Linked DNA regions of Mus musculus: regions 1 and 2 are each linked to region 3. Evidence: chromatin contacts called from public promoter capture Hi-C data. All regions are on one chromosome and are shown on one strand. Each heading gives the region's core, a stretch centred on a gene start, on an enhancer-like site or on the middle of the called end of the contact. The rest is flanking DNA. Distances are from core to core; before and after follow the strand shown.

What was found. Promoter capture Hi-C pulls out the DNA fragments that hold promoters and counts their contacts.
Region 1: a promoter capture Hi-C map of liver shows a contact between it and region 3. The contact joins two enhancer-like sites. A contact is called at or near these places in 15 of 39 promoter capture datasets (the 3T3-L1 cell line, 3T3-L1-derived adipocytes, the C10 cell line and 9 more), 32 of 484 Hi-C or Micro-C datasets (the AtT-20 cell line, B cells, the Ba/F3 cell line and 20 more), 6 of 115 datasets of contacts at active chromatin or transcription factors (embryonic stem cells, extraembryonic endoderm stem cells, fetal liver and 2 more) and 1 of 9 other capture datasets (embryonic stem cells).
Region 2: a contact with region 3 is called in a promoter capture Hi-C map of liver. The contact joins two enhancer-like sites. A contact is called at or near these places in 15 of 39 promoter capture datasets (the 3T3-L1 cell line, 3T3-L1-derived adipocytes, the C10 cell line and 9 more) and 18 of 484 Hi-C or Micro-C datasets (B cells, the G1E-ER4 cell line, the HPC-7 cell line and 12 more).

The regions. Positions count from the first base shown.
Region 1 is chr15:96,955,765-96,958,729 of GRCm38.p6, reverse strand. No RefSeq gene overlaps it. Among named protein-coding and RNA genes, the nearest start is that of Gm32840, 87 kb to the left of the region's middle. Within about 2 kb of position 1,524, at least 7 of the 459 cell types and tissues checked have an H3K27ac peak or open chromatin away from gene starts, as enhancers often do. A contact at or near this core is called in liver, where this site is marked.
Region 2 is chr15:97,134,144-97,136,843 of GRCm38.p6, reverse strand. No RefSeq gene overlaps it. Among named protein-coding and RNA genes, the nearest start is that of Gm33149, 27 kb to the left of the region's middle. Within about 2 kb of position 1,368, at least 10 of the 459 cell types and tissues checked have an H3K27ac peak or open chromatin away from gene starts, as enhancers often do. A contact at or near this core is called in liver, where this site is marked.
Region 3 is chr15:96,675,536-96,678,254 of GRCm38.p6, reverse strand. No RefSeq gene overlaps it. Among named protein-coding and RNA genes, the nearest start is that of Gm22045, 5.1 kb to the right of the region's middle. Within about 2 kb of position 1,469, at least 14 of the 459 cell types and tissues checked have an H3K27ac peak or open chromatin away from gene starts, as enhancers often do. A contact at or near this core is called in liver, where this site is marked.

The sequences.
Region 1 (2,965 bases), core at 275-2,774, 280 kb before region 3:
GTCCAATATTTAAACCGTACACTGGCAACTTTCAGTTGATGTTGAAACCATAGCCACTGCTTTACTCCAAATAAACTATTTTCTACCTTGGAAGAGAACAGTAAACCTGTTTCACAGGAAAACCTGGGGATGTGTTAACAAAAGGAAGTCTCAGAGCCAAGAAGAAAACCATCTAAAAAGTCACTGAATACAGTGTCATTTTTTTTTTCTGTCTCTGAGATGTGACATTTCTGAGAAATGGTTTTAGAAAGATAAGTGTGACCAAGAATGCATCACAATGATGAGCAGCCGTTTGTGAACCTCTCTGCTTGCATTCACACGGTCCCCTGCACTCCCTCATGGTCCTCGATGCTGACCGCTCGCTGCGTTCACCTGCTGAACGTCACCACCAAATGCGTCCGGTCTGCACCTTCAACATCCATTGAGAACTGTTGGGAAAGGCCGAAGGGCAAAGAGTCTGGGATCTGTGTAAGCCTACTGTGTGCTCAGCCATTTGCCTGACATCCAAATTAGATTTCAACCAGTAACATAAGCCTATTTTAGGCCAGAGTGGATTTGGAATCATGTATCGTATTTATCTACAATTGGAAACAGATAGATACTTGTTTCACTGAAGAGATGTGTTAGGTTTCAGGAAGGGAGAGAAGGAGAGAAGCTCCTGTTGTTTGTTTGTTTGTTTGTTTGTTTTGCCATTTCATTATTTCGCTATGAAATGTTTTACGAAAGTGTAATGAAACAATTGTTTGATACTTAGCACTTGACTTGTCTCTTGTCACAATTGTTTACACACACACACACACACACACACACACACACACCAGCACACACTGGCACACAGACACACTCCGTATACCATCTCTGTCTTCTCCTCTCACCCCCTCACCTCTCCTTATGTTTAGAGTTGGGAGTTTACTTCTAAGGCGCCAGTCGTTCTTATTTAGTAATGCATACTGTTAATTGCCAGTCTTCAGTTCTTATCTGAATCTCTCCAACTTTCCCAACAGTATCCTTCATAGAGTTTTTGTTTGCTTGCTTGTTTTTGTAATTCAAGATCTATTCTAGAATTCTTCTGGAACCTGGTTTTCATGTATCCTCAACTTCCTTAGTGGGAAATGAGTCTGTAGCATTTGTCTTTTATGACAATTAGAGAGTTAGAGCCCTACCTTTTTCTTTTCTTTTTTTAAGAAATGGGAAATATAAAAATGTTTGGCTGCACCTGGTAAAGTTCTAATATTGATCGACTCAACACTAAATCTTTTTATTTAATATTATGAAGTATTTTGTGCGCCTATGATCTCACATGTAGAACATAAACAGAATCAAACAAAAAGAATGTTTAGAAGCTTGTTTTATTTATCATTTTCTAAGTACAAAGGTTTTTCTAAAGAATTGGATTTACAAAGGGCTCTTCATAAGATTAAATTGATTGGTGTTTTCTCTGTTGCCTGGAGACCAAACTTATTGATCTAGGCTTCATTACTTTATAACTAATGTGAAGGGGAAGGAAACAAAGAACAGGAACGGAATAGACTATACAAGCTTGTGGAGATTAACAGGTCGGTTGTTGTCTGATATGTTCAGAGAGAACTGCACTAGGCTACGAAAACCGGAAATGTCACCTTGCCCTTTGAAATGTTTTAAAGAAGCCAAAGTAGAGTTAAAGTATTAATCCGCTTAACAAATGCCGAACAGGTGAGTGAGAGAACAAGGAAGCCTTAGGAGAGTGGGGGCAAGCCAAGGGCTCAGAACAAAAGCCCAGTATCTTCAGTGACCCATTAATGTCCCAGTCTGCATCCTTATCTTAGAGGCCATGTAACTGTGGGAGGCAATTTCTATACACAGGTGACCTTCTCTTTAGGTCTGGTGCTCTTGGAGGTAGAAAGGGCAGAGACAGGAAATGCCAACACCCCAGGAATGATGAGGGAGCTAGAGGCTGACAGCGCCAGAGTTAGGAAAGTCTGCCTGACAGAAGCTGGTAACTCAGTTGTTGTGGTTTCTTACTGATTGTAACTTAGGGAAAAACCTCATCATTGCAATGATTCATGGATTGAGTCATTTAAAAATATGTGGAAAAATGTATACAGACGGTTTGTGACAAATTTAGAAAGGTTAACAGACCACGTGTAGAGATAGATAGATAGATAGATAGATAGATAGATAGATACATACATACATACATACATACATACATACATACATAGAAAGATAGATACATAGAAAGATACATAGATAGATACATAGTTGGATAGATATATAGATACATAGAAACATAGGTAGATACATAAATACATAGTTGGATAAATAGATACATAGTTAAATACATACATAGAAACATAGAGATATATAGATATATAGTTGGATAGATATATAGTTGGATAGATAGTTAGTTAGTTAGATAGATAGATAGATAGATAGATAGATAGATAGATGATACATACATAGGTTCATAGATAGGTACATAATACATAGATAAGTAAGAGATACATTGACATAGTTCATATATTCATATACATGACAGAGGGAGTCTCTGGATACTTACAAACATATTTTTGTCCTCCTAGGGAAGAGAAAGAATAGTTGAAGACTAAAACAGGCTGTGGTAGGGTTGCCAAGCTTCAAAGAAAACAGAAGGGTTGGGCAATGCCAGTGCACTAAGATAACCTTATTAGGGCCCTTGGGAAGACTACTAGAATAAAACTACCTGAAGTGCAAAATTAAAGTGTTACTCTCCTTTGATCGTTATTGGCTCTTGTTAATGGCCAGGCATCTCAACTCTTCTTGCTTTAATTCACCCTTAACTTCTTTTTTTTCTCTCTTATACCATACTGTATGTATGTTTATACAAAACCTTATTCACATTTACCATACCATGTGACCTCAGCACACTCGTACTACTGGGTGTGTCATCCATCGGTCCCTACTGGATGCCGTCACTAAGAACACATGTTGGGCAATACCGCCCCAC
Region 2 (2,700 bases), core at 119-2,618, 460 kb before region 3:
CAGTGGTCAAGGAAGAAGACGACTGTCTAACTAGAGCCATTACTGGAGTTGTTGGGAGAACTCACTGTTGGGATAATATTGTGCACCGTGTAAACACCGTCTTTGTATTATTCAAATGCTGATCTCTCTGTTGGCAGAGGGCCAAGTACAAGCTGACTTTGGTGTCGTTATTAATATGGCTGCATCATATTTTGTAAACCCACCCTCTCTCACCTTCTGACTGGTTTATCAAAAAGCTGACGGCCTGTAACAAAAACAGGAAATAGAAGGTGGGACTTCCTGGAAGAGAGGGGAACTCTGGGAGAGAGTCAGGCCCGGGAGGATTCATCAAGAAGATGGAGAAGAAGCTGCAGGCCTGGAAGGAAGGAGAGGTAGCTAACCAGTTACATGGTGAGACTTAGATTAGCATAAACGGAATAGTTGAGCTCCGAGCCAGCTGGAAACAAACCTAACTTCAGGCCTAGGCATTCATAAATAAATATATGTCTCTGTGTCATTATTTGGAAGCTGGCAGTCCCAAAGCAAGTCCTGTTACAAGTGCTGTTGGAGATAGTGTGTGTGTGTGTGTGTGTGTGTGTGTGTGTGTGTGTGTGTGACTATGTATATCAAACTTCCTGAATTTTTTAGTCTTACCCTCCCAGACCTGCCCAAACCTCCTTTGAGTTGATAAGGACAAATATTGTCCGATGCTGATGTTATTTTGAGTTTTATAGAAAGTCCTGCCTAACAATTTGAACTAGGCTGTGCGTGTTTCCATTTGGTTGCTAGGCTGCATTCTGGGTCACTTCCCAGCAGCCTAGGTGACAGCTCTTCATGGGACACCTGAATAGCTGTAAGGTGATGAACTGTGAGATATCACATGATACACAGCCTTTAAAATAGGCAGTGTGACATAATGCACCCGCTGTGACCCAGGTTGTGGTGGAAAGTATCTGGAAGAGGAAAAATGAGATTCCGATGGCTGAAAGATAGCCAGTTTAGAATCTAGGCAGGGGTAGGGAAGACGAAGGCCAAGGAAGCTTTCTACACTCCCACCCGTCCCCCAGGGACAGTTCTGAAGCCCTACACTGTCCTGTAATGTGCCACAGACAGAAGCAATACAAGAGAAATGGAACTAGGGCTTGCTAAAGACATCAGAGCCCCAGGAAATCTCCTGGCCGAGAAGTTGGACAGATCTCTTGACACTTATTCTTTGTTTCCAGAATCTTCCACGTCTATCTCAAAAGTTTCATTGATCACCTTGCCCTTCTTTTCCAGATAATAGTACAGGCTTTCCCCGCCCGAGATCAGGCCAGCAATTTGGCTGCCCCGCGTCTTTCCAAATTGACTGCGTGGGAAACGCAATTTACTTCCTCCTCCAACAGTAGGTGGCAGCACTAACCTTGTTCATTAGGTTCCCGCATCTGTAAAAGCAAGCCGAATTTGCTCAGTGGCAACAGTTTAAGGTCAGGCCTTATTTAAAATGTAAAGAAGATAGGCAAGTAGGCAAGTAACTTAAAAACCCGACTAATCACTTAGCAATTAAGAGACTGGAGACACTGCCCACATTTACACTCATTGAAATGTGAAGCAGAAACCTGACTCATTTTTATTATTTTTTCTTCTTCACTGGAGTCTCAGGCAAAGCTGGCAGCCAGTAGAGCATTTCTGAAGAAAATAAGTGCTTGAAGTCAGATATGAGAATTTGTATTTTATTATGTGAAATTTACATCTCAAGCCCCCGACAGCTCAACATTTTGAAATCACACTTATTTACTTGTGCATGGGGGTGGGGGAGGGGACTCATGGGGGGGGGGAGGTCAGAGAACAACTTTCAGAAAGGGGTTCTCTTTTAACAGATTTCCCTTTTTAAGAGCAGCCTTAGGTCAAGAGCAAAATTGAGAGAAAAGTGCAGAGAGAAGCCCATGTGTCCTCTGGACATCTCCAAACTACAACCATCCACACAGAGTTTCTGCCTGCTGCTGGTGCTCAACATGACTAGTTAATCAGCTTCACACGTCCGTAGTTTACCTTGGTCTTCACCTGGAACTGTACGTTCTGGGAGTTTGGAACTAGAGCTAAAGCGGTGTTTTCTCCTATGCTGCGTACAGAGTACCACCACTGTCCTATATGTCTCCACTCACTCCCCACCCACTCCCTCCAACCTCTCCACTACTGAATGTTCTGCCTTCTCTGTAACTTGGTCCTGCCACTGGTGGGGGGGGGGGTCTTACAGTGTTTCTTGTTATGTGATTGGTTGTTTCCCTCGTCAAAGAACCTCTAAGTTTCCCCCACTTGCTTCCTTGTCAAGACGGTTCATTTTCCTCACTGCCGAGTACAAGCCCTTGTCTGGATGGGCCACAATCTACTCTCCCACTGACCTGAAGGATGCTTGGTTCCTTCCAAGTTCTGGATCAGATATAAAGCTGCTATCAGCATCTGTGGGTGGGCATATGTTCCCGGGTCATTTGAGTACATGTAAAAGCCTGGTTACTGTAACGTGGTGGTGTGTTTAGTTTTGTTGGAAGCTACCAAACCATCTCCATAGTTCATGGCGTTTCAGGGCCCCAGCAATAGGTGAGACCTGCTGCTCTCACCTCTAGAATTGGGTATTGGGGTTGGTCAGGGCTGCAGAGGACCCTGGTTCAAATCCCAGCACCCATTCATTTTCTTATGGGTGACATTTAAGAGTCCTTAGCAGAGTCGTGTCAATAAGATAAA
Region 3 (2,719 bases), core at 220-2,719:
AAATCTAAAATACAAGAGCTCTGGGGCTGCCATGCCCTCTACCAAGATTTCAAAGCAAAGGCTGGACCAGCCCACGTGTAACAAGCCCAGGATTCCTACAGCCAGGCAGCTAAAGATGTCAGAACGTGGAATGTTTGCTAGAGGAAACTCTGGGTGGTCAACAGAGCCAGGCCACAATAATAGGCCGTGTAGACTTCAATCAGGAATGGCCAGCCTTGGGTACCTATTCCACAATATGTCCTGGATGCCAAAACATGGAACCACGAGATTTAGTGTATTTCCCTCTGGTCTTTAGTCTTGCTTTGGGTCATTCCTCCTTTAGGATTCTCCTCTTCTCCCCCTTTGGAAGGGAAAGGTCTACTTTGTACCATTGCTGTAGGAAGCATGTAGCTCCACTTTTAAATTTAACAGAGGCTCACAGGTAAGACTTGGCTTTGCCACACATGGTATTGCATGCCTATAGTCCTAGTACTTGAAAAGGTGAGGCAGGAAGATTGTAGCTCAAGGCTAGCCTAGGCTACATACCGAGACCCTGTCCCAAGTAACAAAAGCAAACAAAGGCTTGTCCTGCAAACTCCAGAGAAGCCTTGATTTTAAGCAGTGTTAGAACTGTAAAAATCATAAGGACTCAGAATTGGGGTTCGTTTGCTTCGTGAGCCTTGAGGGGGGTCAGAGGTGGAGGCCATGGTTTAAGATGCATTTGGATATCAAGTTGACCTACAGTGGACTGTGTTGGTCAGTCTTGATTATTCATTTAATTAGATTAGTGTAGAATACACATGGGTGTGTCAGCAAGGGATACACCAGAGAACATTAATGAGTCCGCTGAGATCAGCTCCTAGTTTGGGCAACACCACTCCACAGGGCTGAGAAACTGCTGAGTTGCTTTCTGCAGCAGCAGCATCGCTCGTGTGTACCAGGGATGCAGGAGAGCCACAACCTCCCCATCTCCCCAGCAGCACCTGTTTCCTTTCCTCTTTCCTTTATAGCCATCCTGACAATGACCATCGAATAATAGCTATCTTCAGCTTCTTAGACTTGACAGTATAATTCAAGGGGAAGATGGATACTCTCTGGACAGGAAGATAAAGCCTATGTCTTTGCTGAGCATAGCTTGGAAAGCCAGAGGGGATAATAAAGAGAGAGGTGAGAGAGAGAGAGAGGGGTGAGAGAGAAAGAGAGAGAGGTGAGAGAGGAGAGAGAAAGAGAGAGATAGAGAGAGAAGAAGGAGGAGGAGAGGAGAAAGAAAAGGAGAGGAGAGAAGAGAAGAGAGAAAAAAGAAAAGAAAAGAAAAGAAAGAAAACCTAAGATAAAAATCTTATAATATGTCATGAGATTTGGATCTAATACTTCTCCAGGTCCTGAGAAACAAAAGAAAGGTTTCCAGCCCTTGATAGACTACTATACACGCGTGAGCCAAGGGCAGCACGAAGATTTCAAATGCTCGCTTTGGAAGTCAGCGTTGGCACCATGCCAAAAATCCTGCCAGGCCAACTGCAGGAAGGCTGGTCACCACGAGGTAGGGCATATTTCTTGAGTCCTCACTCTGTCCCTCCTCCACAGGAGACTCCTCAGACCACTTATTTTCACAGCCCTTGAGCAAACACTCAGCACGACTGTTTTTCCTGATATGCACTTGGCTTCATTAGACACGGGAATTGTAAATATGCCCTTATTGTGGCTTAGGACGATTGCTTAGCAGGATCCCTTACTCAGAGGCTGGGTCGAGAGCTGCTTTCAGTTCTGAACAGTTCTCTGTTTCTAGGCCAGTAGAGCCATTAGTCAGCTTAACTCTCAAAAACTCAGGACTCTTGTCATCTGAATCCAGTGAGTCCCTTCTGCCAATAGCCACCTTCACAGTTGCTTTGGGACATACAGTATATACCGTTCGGTTCAATGATTTAAAGAGTACAGCTCAGTGGGCTTTGGTGTAAGTGTGGCATAATGCAACTGTTAATAGGTATAGATCTTCACCGTTCCAGAGAACTTACTTCACTTAAACACAGTGTTCTCAAGATTCCTCGTGTGGCTGTGCGGCTGTGTTTAATTTGTTTGCTGTTGCCCATCAGTCAAGAGGCATTTACATGTTAGCCTTTATGGATAATGTCACTATGCACACTTTAAAAGCTTTAGCTGCACATAGGGTTTCATTTGTCCTTAATTGTAATATAAAGTACGGATAAATACCACATGCCGTTTACCCGTGTGGAGAGCTGACGCCAAGGGCAAGATCTCAGACTCGTGTTTATCTTCTGTGTTTCCGAGGCCTTGTCCTGGGGCACTCTGCCCCCCACGGCTGTGTCTGGGAGAAAGGAGAAAGCAAACAGCTAATGGTGAACAGCTATGAAGGGAACACTGGTCTTTCTGGAAACCCCTTGTGGGAACTCCAGGAAAACAGCCCAGGCATTTCTGCTAGATGGCGTAAGCGCCGACGTGACGAGGTTTTACTGTGCGCTTGCTGCTTCTGTGCGTCTGCTACCTGCTGGTTATCTTTCCTTCTGCTTGTTACGTGTTTACATGATTTACTCGTTTAGGAATTAAAGTACAGCCATCATATCATTCTCCCCAGGGATTCACGGATTTCCCCAATCTCCCTTTGGTTTCGCCTTCCCACCCCACCCCACTCCCTTTTAGTAGCAATTACTTAGGGACTAATTTAAGTTCAAGAGCCACATCTTTCATTTTATTTGGTAGGTTAGTTGATTGGTTGGTTGGTTTT